2 separate regions of the Ovis aries genome follow, and region 2 is linked to region 1. A link is a contact called in public Hi-C data. All regions are on one chromosome and are shown on one strand. Each heading gives the region's core, a stretch centred on a gene start, on an enhancer-like site or on the middle of the called end of the contact. The rest is flanking DNA. Distances are from core to core; before and after follow the strand shown. Region 1 holds the start of SIK1 (salt inducible kinase 1). Region 2 has its middle 97 kb from the start of HSF2BP.

Region 1 (4,954 bases), core at 397-2,896:
ATGCTCTGTCCCTCCTGCCTTGACCTCTGTCCTGAGGGCACAGGTCCCTGCCCGCTCCCCCACTGAAACTCAAGGAGACAGCATGGTGGACCTGGCAGCAGACAAAAGTAACCAAGGCCAAGGGACCTGCGGTGTCCAGCCTCGCCAGGGATGAAGTCCTTGCTCACTGTTGACCCTCCTGTAGGCCCCGTTGGAGGGGCTGTTCCTCCCACCCACACCCCTGCCCCCAAGGTACAGGGCCCTTTTGTCATCTGCATACAAAGCACCTGGTCTGAGTCAAAAGAAAGTGAAGTGTTACTCACTCCATCACGTCTGACTCTTCAGGACTCCATGCACTGCAGCCCGCCAGGCCCCTCTGTCCATGGAATTCTCCAGGCAAGAATACTAGAGTGGTTGCCATTCCCTTCTCCAGGGGGTCTTCCCTACCCAGGGATCAAACCCAGGTCTCCTGCATTGCAGGTGGATTCTTTACCATCTGAGCCACCAGGGAAACTGGCCTTATTTAAGGTGCTGCTAACTGGATTTCTCAATACCCTGGTCCTTCAGGAGTGGGGTCCATTCCCACCTAGACCCCAGGTCAGCCCAGAAATCAACTCACTGGGTGTTCCTCTTCTCTCCAGCCTGCTAGGTTTCTTCAGCCTAGCAAAGGGCTGCCTCCAGTCATCAGCTGGCTTCTGACCTCAGATGGAGGCGAATGGGCCCGGTGGGCTGAACCACTCCCCTGGGGGCTCACCGCACTCTGGCAGCCCTCAGGCCCCTGGTGTAGGTTACAGAGATGCTGGCCGGTTTCCAGTGTTGACATTTCAGTACAGAGCAAGAGCAGTCGAAGTGGGACGCCCATGTCTTCCATGTCCGTACCTGCCACGCTCAGAAGGGTCCCTGGTGGGTGGCGGCTCCTCCCTGGAGCCGGGTGACCAATTTGGGGGGTGAGACCTGGCCTGCTGTTAACCTGCACCTGGTATGGCCACATTCTGCGCGTCTGTGAGGTTTCCCGGGCCCCACCTGGTAGGGTGGCTCCAAGGCCGATCACTTCCGAAAGAAACTGGGGGACACATGAAACCCACACCCCGATAATGGGGACCCGGGAGTAGGGGTCTGCAGAGGACGCAGCCGCAACCGTGCTAAATTTAAGGAGTTTCAGAACAGCGCTAGAACCAAGCCTGCTGGGAGGAGGCGAGAAGAGGGGGACCAGCGCGAAGGCGGCTGTGTGCCCGTATGAGGAAGGGCAGTCTCTCCTCGGGGACGAAACGGTTAAGCCTCCCGCAGCGCCCTAGGCATCCGGTAGGGGTCGCGCGCCGGCGGGAGCGCCCGCGCTCGCGGGCGGGCCTCAGGCTGCCGGGGCCCCTGACGTCACCGACCCACGGTCGCCATGGCGACGGCCTCATCAGCGCGCGCGTCAGAGCCGCCAGTCTCTTGGCAACCGCCCGATCTCCCGCTCTCCCTCCGCCTGGCTCTCGGCCGCGCGTCGCTCTGGCGTCAAAAGGACGTCAATAGGGATGTATCAATCCGGCGGCGGCGGCGTGGGCGGGGCCGCCGTGGGCGGGGTCGGCGGCGTGGGGGCGTGACGGGGCGGGCCCGGGAGGCAGGGGCGGGCCCGGGGGCGGGGCGGACGGCGCGTGCGGCTGGAGAGCGCGGCTCCAGGCTCAGAGCTGACATGCGGCGCGGCCCGGGCGGCAGGCGGCGGAGCAGCTGGCGGCCGGGCAGAGCGAACGGCCGAGCGGGCGGCGGGGGCCCCGGGGCGAGCGGCGTCCCAGCCTCGGCGCTCCGAGGGCGGCGGAGGTGAGGCGCGGCCCGGTGGGCCGGTGGCCGCCGCCGGGCTCGGGGCTGCGGGCTCGGCGGCCCCGCAGGTGCGCGCGCGGGGTTTTCGGGCCGGGGCGCCGCCGCCGGCTTCCCCTTTGTTGTGCGGCAGACAGCGGGGGCCATGGGAGCGAGGGTCCAGGGTTCAGGACGGAGTCGGGCGCGGGCGGCGGTCCACGCGCCCCGCGGGGCTTGGGACCCGGAGCCCAAGCGGATCCGACTGCGGGCGGCGGGCATAGGAGCAGGGCGCACGGCTCCCGGATCGGGGCTCGCGGTGGAGCAAGTCGCCGGCGGGGGCGGTGGCCGCAGGTCCGCGCGTCCGGGGGTCGGGTCTGCAGCCGCCGAGCTGAGCGCGCCCCCCGCCCGCAGGTGCGGCCCGGAACCATGGTGATCATGGCCGAGTTGAGCGCGGCCCCCGCGGGCTCGGGCCAGGGCCAGCAGAAGCCTCTCCGGGTGGGCTTCTACGACATCGAGCGGACCCTCGGCAAGGGCAATTTCGCGGTGGTGAAGCTGGCCCGGCATCGAGTCACCAAAACGCAGGTGCGTGGGGGGGGGGGGGCGCGCGGAACCCCGGGGTGGACCCTCCGCGGCTGGATACCCCCTTTCCCTGGAGCCCGGGAAGCTGGTGAAATCCCTGCTTGTGGGGTCCATCGTCCCAAGGTCGAAACGTTGATAGTTTTTATCAGTTTGGTAAAGAAGAAAATGCGATATGTTATGATTATGCGTAATTTGTACAAATACTGGGGAGTAGCAAAGAGGATAATGACCAAATACCCAGGAGTACAGCTGGAGCCTGTAAAACGAGTCTGCAGAGACTTAAGACATTTATTAAACTTTGACTTTTTGGGCTACTTTTGTTATTTTCCTCCCTAAGTTTTTGTGACCTTTGGGGACATGAAGTGTTTTAGAAATTAACCTGCAAAAAACGAAGTGTGTAAATTAGCTTAAGGCAGAGAGTTTTATTTCAGCAAATATCCTTTATTAATGATTTGTAGGTTGCAATAAAAATAATCGACAAAGCACGATTAGATTCAAGCAATTTGGAGAAAATCTATCGAGAGGTTCAGATCATGAAGCTTCTGAATCATCCTCACATTATAAAGCTCTATCAGGTAAGGATTCAAGTGTGTGTCCCACTGTTACTTCTGGCAAGTGTATCATTTTTTAATTTTCAACAACTTAAGTCTACAGTTTCTGAAGGTTGTGTCACTGGGTGGGAGTCAGGGAGTTGATTGTAGAAGGTAAAGAGATTGATTTTTGTGAGCTGTGCACTTATTTTTTCTTGCTTTTGGATCATAATCCAGATTTGCTTCATTAAAGTTTTATTTGATATTGTTACTTGCTCCAGTTTTGGATGCGGAGGTCAATTGTTAAATTTATTATGAAAACAAACAAACAAAACACACGGATTTCTGTATTGCTGAGAGTCAGCCATTTAGTGTGAAAGGACAAATTTGAGTCTAGACACTTCCACCTCGGCAGATTTTTATTAAACGTTAAGACTAGCTGCTCTTACCAGTTTTTGTAAACTTACCTTTGCCAAGGCAGCAGTGAGCATTTGTCTCTTCTGCTTCAACCCTCCCATCAGACATGGAGACATAACACACCTGTGCCCAGGTGAGAGCAGGGGACCTGACATCTAATCCACATCAAGGACGCGCCTCACCCTGGCCGCCTGTTGGTTTGCTTTGTGACTTTATTTTTGTTCTCCTGTTAAGACTAATAAATTGTACCTTTGGAAATGAGGTGCTGATTTAAGTAGGACAGCAGAGCAATCTCTTTCTTAGCCAGCCACTTCCGTAGAATGAACTTAGATCCACTTCAGAAGGATGTGTTCTTTGCATTCACCCAGTTGTGGTGGGTAAGTTCCTTTTGAGGAGTCTCATGAAACCCTGTGGATCCGTGATGAATAGAGAGTGTGTGTGTGTGTGTGGGGGGGGGGGCGGTGTGTGCCGTTTGCAAGGCGGGGTGGAGAGAGGACTGTGATTGAAGTGACCCTGGGGAAGGCTGCTGCCCTCGGTTACAGTGAAGGATGAGGGAGTCACAGGGCTCGTGTTCCCCTAGTGACAGTTTACTCGGTGGCGTTAAGTGCACAGCCCACGTCATGTGCGCCCCGGTTCATGTTTTGTTTCTGTTGTCGTTTTTGCGTCGTGAGGCCAAGATAAGATGCTTCCTCCACGGCCACTGATGTCAGTGCCTGAGCAATGTGCCCGCCCCGTTTCCGCAGGAGTGGGCTAAAGCCTGCCTGCCTTTGACTTTGCCGGGAGGGGATGAGCCAGGGCCGTCCCCGTCTTCCTGTCCTCCACTGACCCCGGGCAGGAGGAGCCCGGGTAGCCAGACGCCCAGCCCCTGGGATCCACGTTGAGGTCTTTTCTGGGGATGAATTTGCTCACCGCTCCAGGAGCTGCTGTTGGGAGATGGGCTCAGCAGGCAGCAATGATTGTACAGCTCGCGTTTTGACACTAGTGTCTAATTTGCATCCAGCTGGCCCAGGCCCCAGAACCTTGGTGAGACACTTCAACTCTTTCCTCGAGGTTTTTTTTTTTTTTTTTTTTTTTGAACTTCAAACATGTTGACTCTTAAATCTTTCTGCCTCTCTTTTTTTAAACTGAGGAAAGGGATAAACTTACAAGTCCCTCCACCACACAGGTCCAGGGCAGTTACAATTGTAGCTAAACTGCGTTGTATTTGCTTTTCTCTTTAAGTTTATGGCTCAAAGTACCTTTTTAAAGGAATAATTACATTTTGAACCTCCAAGAGCTCTGTTTTAAATAAGGATAACTTCCTCTGAAATAGTCCGTGGTGGTCCAGTGGTTAACACTTGGCCTTCCAATGCAGGGGTTGTGGGTTTGATCCCCATAAAGGCAGCTAAGATCCACATACTTTGAGGCCAAAAAACAGAAACATGAAACAGAAGCAATATTGTAACATATTCAGTAAAGAGTTTAAAAAATGAAATATTTTAAAATACATATACATGAGTCTGTTTTATTCCTTTCAGTACCAAAGATTTGAATTTGACCTTGTTTTTTAGTTATGTTTTAAACTCTTAAAAAAATCTTTTTTTCAACATGAAATAAAATTCTTGGATCAGTAAACAAACCTTTAAGGTGTGTTTGACATTAGCTGTTGCTATTGACACACACGCTGAGCGGTT
Region 2 (5,267 bases), core at 2,033-4,532, 98 kb before region 1:
CCATCCCTGGTTGGGGACCTAAGGTCCCGCATGCCACGGGGCAACTAAACCCATGCACTGCAACTATTGCACGCATGTGCTCTAGAGCCCATGCTCTGCAGCAATAGAAGCCCCCATTAACTGCAGCTAGAGCAAGCCCATGTGCTGCGAAGAAGAGCCTGCAACGCAGTGAAGACCCAGTGCAGCAAAAAAAAAAGAGCAGTGCAGGCCGGATGACGTCAGGGTTTGCCTTGTGTGATGGCAGATTGCTGGGGACCTGGGAGCAGGAGCAACATCTGATTTTCATTGAAAATGTAAAAAAGATCCATTCCATTTTTGAGAGCATTTGGTTTCTTGATGGCCATCATGGCCTGTGTCTGTACTAGCCCGGTGCTCACAGCCACTTTCTGCAGGTGAGGGGACAAGCCCAGAGAGGCTGCGCTGCCTGCCCACGTGGTCCAGCCACGGTTCAAGCCTGCCTCCCTCTTCAGTAGCCCTTAATCACAGTGCAGTCACTTCCCCTCCCAGGGTGTGTGTCCACCCTTGTCTGGTCACTTGTGCTCCAGATCAGAGTCTTGTCCTGCTCTCCGGCCTTCACAGTTCTGGCAACCAGCATTTTTGGTCCCTCTGGCATCCTGTTTGGCCACCATGCTCTGGGTGCCACCAGCAGGCCCACAGGGTGGTTGAGGGAGGGAAAGAAGGGAGGCAGGGGACAGTGGCCAGACGCCCACCAGTCACCCCTCTGCCCACCCCCAGGTGATGTTCAGACAGCACATGCTGGCCTGCCACAGGCTCCTATGGCTGCCTGATCACATGGTACCGTTTAGAAAGATAGGGAGAGATGCAGATGAATCATCAGTATTAAAAGTGTTGATTTTTAAAAGATTCTATTCAGTGTTTGCAGGTCGATTTGCAGGATTAACGTTCTTGTCTTTAACATTCTTTGAGATCCATAGAGCTAAAGGCAGGGGAGGCCAGGAGCAGACAGAACCTCCTACCTGCTCTCGGCCAGAAAGCCAGCTCCAGATGCCCCAAGACAAGATCATTAGCTACCTGCCTCCTGCCCTAGGGACAAGGCCGCAGGCCCAGGGAGAGGTGACCCCTGGCAGGAAGCACTGGTGCTTTTTCTTTTTGTTCTTTAATCAAATGCCAACAGAGGAGAAATAAAGAGCAGCTGACGCTTGGAAGATCACATAAGGGTCAGGGAGCAAGCCCCTTGGGCTGGCACAAAATACATGACAAGCGCATTTTTTGTGGCCCTGGAGCTCACCTGTTCAGCAGCAATGCTGTTTTTCGAGGTGACCCATCACCCTGACATTCTTACATAAACAACACATCCCAAACCTGCTGCCTTTGGGCATGGTACCTGGCACATTAACTCTTCTTGATGGATCAAGACCCTCTCCAGCCAGGGAGCAAGTTTGGAATCTTGGTTCTACACTTGCCACGTGGGCCCAGAACTGTGGGCTTCTCCCTTCAGGCCCCCTGGTCTGCAGGAAGGTGCCCTGGGGAGCAGCAGAGCCCCTGCCTGCACTGCCGACATCCAGGCCGCGCCTGACGCCCCTGCACTGCGCCCCCCCAACTGGCTGGGCCAGCAGCCTCTGCTTTTCTGCCATCTTGGTTCTCACCCGGCTCCCCAGGAGGGGAGAAATAGCTAGCCCTTTGAAGGCCTCTGTGGCGAGGCCTGGGCTGCAGATGTCCTCTTGCCCTGGACCTTATCCTCCTCTGGGGCACAGGTGCACTGAATGGTGGGGTGCTGCAGCTGAAGCTGTGATGCCCGATTTTCTGTGGCCTCTACTCTTGCTGCCGAGCTGCTTTGCTCCCCCGGCCCGCTCCCCCGACGTGCATACCAGTGTGGAGTCTCCTCTCACCCCTGCCCCCCCGGCACTTCCTGCCTGGACCACATGTGGACACAGGTCAAGTTCAGTAATGATGTCCCTGGCGTGACCATGAGTGGTTGCAGCCACAGTTCTTGTCTGGGAGTGTGTGTCTGTGTGCGTGTGGATCCAGGTGTGCGATCTATACATGTGTCTGCACACGTGCATGTGTGTATCTGTGTGGGGTTTGTCATTCCTCTCTGCGATGATGAGCAGGTGGCCTGGCCCTGACTACCCTGTTATACCTGGTCTCCAAGCCCATGAAATCTGGCAGGAATTTGGCCACAAATTAAGAAAACCCAAGCCTCAAGGTGTAGATTTCTTTCCAGGAGTGGAAGGGATGCATGTAAAAGGGTGAAAATCCAGAAGCAGCAGTGTCCTTGGAGATTGTCCTCCAGGGAATGGCCTCAGCCTCAAGTCAGTGGCACAGACTGGTTAGGGACTGCTCACGGGGCTGACCATCACCCGTGTTTTGTCTGCATGGGCCTGTCACTGAGGGATTGTTGTTAGTTTCTGTCTGACGTTGCAGTCAGGAGCTTCCAGCGCAGAGCCCAGGAAACTCATCGTGAGCCAGGGCCTCCACCGAAGGGGCTGGACTAGGGTTCAGGTTGGACACTTGTTCTCCTGCCCCCTTGCTCTGTGTCCCCAGGGTGGGTGGGGCCTAGGGTTTGTGTGTGTGTATGGGAGGGCTGTGGCTGCAGGTCTCCGGGCAAGTGAAGACCACCTGTGTCTCTGGGGCTGTATACCTGGTTCACTGTTTCTGGCTGTGGACCAAGTGTACTGTGCTCTGACCCTGGGCCAGGCTTCAGGGGGTGGCGATGGTGACAGATGACAGGCCCCTGAGCCTGCAGGTCAGAAACTCTGCGGTCAGGTGTGCACTTCCCCTTGAACCCAGCAGGGCGATCAGTATGCAGGGCTGGAGGGCAGCCTGAGGCAGAAGCCCGTCTACTCCTTGCTCTGCTCCCCTCAGTCCTGAGACCTCAAGCCCCTTCTTAATCTGGTCTTCCCACCTGTGCTGGAAAAATCCCGCTCCTGGAAGTTGCCCGGAGAAAAGCCCTGACGTGTTGTCAGGTAGTGGGAGTGACAGGGAAATGAGCAGACCAGGTCCCGCCGCTGGAGGCGGAGACGCACGCTCTGGGGCGAGGGTCTGCCTTGAGGCCCAGCTGCCTGCCCGCCGGCCCCTCCTGCCTGGGGTCGGATGCCGCCTTCACCCTACTGAGTGCTGGCGTCACAGCTTGAGAGACTCAGCGCCCAGGAACACAGGGCCCCTGAGGCTGTGGCCACGCAGGGAGCGCTGGCCGGGCTCTGGCAGGTGGAGCGCCTTCCTGTTTATCCCGCAATTAGTCACAGCAACTGTGACCAGGACGCGCCGTCTCGGCCTGTTGATCCCCGGGGCCCTGCCTTGGGCTTGCACAATCGGCTCTTGAGGGCAGGATAGCTTCTGCTTTCCCCGGAACCTGCCACCCTTGCCCCACTGGGCACGCACTTCCTCTTCCAAGCCCTCCCGGAACATTTTGGCCCGGGACACGCTCTGCCCTGTTTGGGAGGGGCAGCCTTCATCGCGGCGGACAGAGCCACTGCTCCCATGTCGCCGGCCAGAGGGGCTGGGCTTGGGGGGCTGGGGGGCAGCCTGAGCCCCTGGCAGGTGAAGGGACTCGCCCCGCTCCGGGTTCCTGGGGCTTGACAAGTGTGCTCAACAGGAAGGCAAACGTTCCATTGGGTTCTGCTCTTTTGTGAGGGCGTGGAGTCCCATGAGGCCGTGGAGTCCCATGAGGCCATGGAATCCCCTGAGGCCGTGGCTCTGAAAGAGAGCTGGATGATGCCCTCGGGTGGTTCACATGGCTCTCGCCCACAGCAGCCAGGCTCCCAGTGGGTGGCCAGCCCTCCTAGGGCCCAGACGCAGACAAGAGGGGAGAGGGGGACTGGGGTTGGGGGAAGTGTGTGTGGGAGGAGAGCGTGCCTCCCACAGGACTCTGCTTCCGACTCCACCCCCTGGTCTCCGCCCACTAGGCCAGGGAAGTACAAACGTGACCTCAGGTGACAGTTTTTCATTCTTAGAAAATCACTCAAATGGGGCCATTTATCAGAAAGGGGCTTTTTCACACGGTCCATGGGGTTTTCCATGGGGATTGAAAGCAAAAGGAGAAGGGGGTGGCAGAGGATGAAATGGTTGGATGGCATCACCGACTCAATGGGCATGAACTTAAGCAAGCTCTGGGAGATGGTGAAGGACAGGGAAGCCTGGTGTGCTGCAGGCCATGGGTTCGCAGAGAGTTGGACAGGACTGTGACAGCAGAAAGGGGTGGGGCCCTGGAGCCAAGCTGCCGCTTCGGGTCGCATCCAAGTCAGCTTTCACTTTTGCATTTGGAACGTGTGTGTTTTTTGGTCTAGTTTTCATTTCTCCCCAGTGCATTTTGTCTGGGCTCCTGCTGCAGCCTGTCTGCATTTCTCTAGAACGCCCCAAGCACACGAGCGGTCAGAGGCAGCCGATGCTGCCTGCAGGGCGAGCCTGCCATCAGGCAGTGACCCCGAGGACACTGGACAGACGCCCTGACCCCACAGCCTGACCAGCAGGGTGGCCCACCCACGCCCCTGCCACGTTGCTGGCTGCCGGCCTGTGCCCAGCCATGTGGAGAGTCTTGTCTGAGATTCACTTGACTCCTCACCGCTGCCCAGCCTCAGAGGCCCACCCGTCCGATGTCTCTGCTGTCGGCCCTGTCTCCCAATCGAACAGACTCCTGGGGGTCTGGCGATTTCCAGCTTGGCATCCGAGCTTCTCAGAGCAGGGATTTCCTCCGCGTTGCCCTGAGCAGCTCTGTCTGTCGTGGGGTGAGGCTCTGAGCCTTGGGCCCCGGCTCATCTTCACTCCCTCCACTGCTGTCCACAGGTGTGGCTGGCAGTGCCCCCTTGCCTGGCCCTTCACCCTCTCCCAAGGCTCCTTGACAGGCCCCTGGGGCTTCCTGGCCAGCACTTAAGGGTCGAGTGCGCCCTGCCTGCTGCCAGCCTGGGTGGTTGACAGTGCTGGGTTGCGTTCTCCCCAGCTCCTTGGGGGCCCTAGAGCTTTAGTCGCTGCTATGGTCTGAATGTTTGGGTCCCCCTGAATTCACATGTTGACCCCCAAAATAATGGCATCAGGAGGTGGGACCTTTGCCTTGTGACGGGACAGTGTCCTTGGAGAGAGAGATGACCTCTTTCTCCCGGGTGAGAACACAGCAAGAAGGAAGCGGCCATTTCTGGGCCAGGACAAGGTCCTCACCAGACCCCACATCTCGGATGTACAGCGTCCCAGGCTATGAGGAGTGAGTGTCATGTGGGCCGCCCGCCATGGGAACCAGTCACAGCAGCTGGTAGAGATGACCCACGGGGACCCCCGGTGTGGCTGCTGCCCTCTGGTCCCCGGCCCCCCTCCTC

Evidence for each region. Hi-C and Micro-C count contacts between places; a contact is called where the count stands out from the background.
Region 2: a Hi-C map of muscle shows a contact between it and region 1, with 4 times the contacts expected there. The contact joins the enhancer-like site here to the promoter of SIK1 in region 1. A contact is called at or near these places in 5 of 16 Hi-C or Micro-C datasets (liver, muscle, omental adipose tissue and 2 more).

What each region holds. Positions count from the first base shown.
Region 1 is chr1:264,205,785-264,210,738 of ARS-UI_Ramb_v3.0, reverse strand. SIK1 (salt inducible kinase 1) reads left to right here and starts at 1,646. Exons shown (of 13, transcript XM_042237598.1): 1 at 1,646-1,779; 2 at 2,167-2,337; 3 at 2,793-2,909. The coding sequence starts at 2,182.
Region 2 is chr1:264,305,601-264,310,867 of ARS-UI_Ramb_v3.0, reverse strand. No RefSeq gene overlaps it. Among named protein-coding and RNA genes, the nearest start is that of HSF2BP, 97 kb to the left of the region's middle. Within about 2 kb of position 3,282, at least 36 of the 54 cell types and tissues checked have an H3K27ac peak or open chromatin away from gene starts, as enhancers often do. A contact at or near this core is called in liver, muscle and tail adipose tissue, where this site is marked.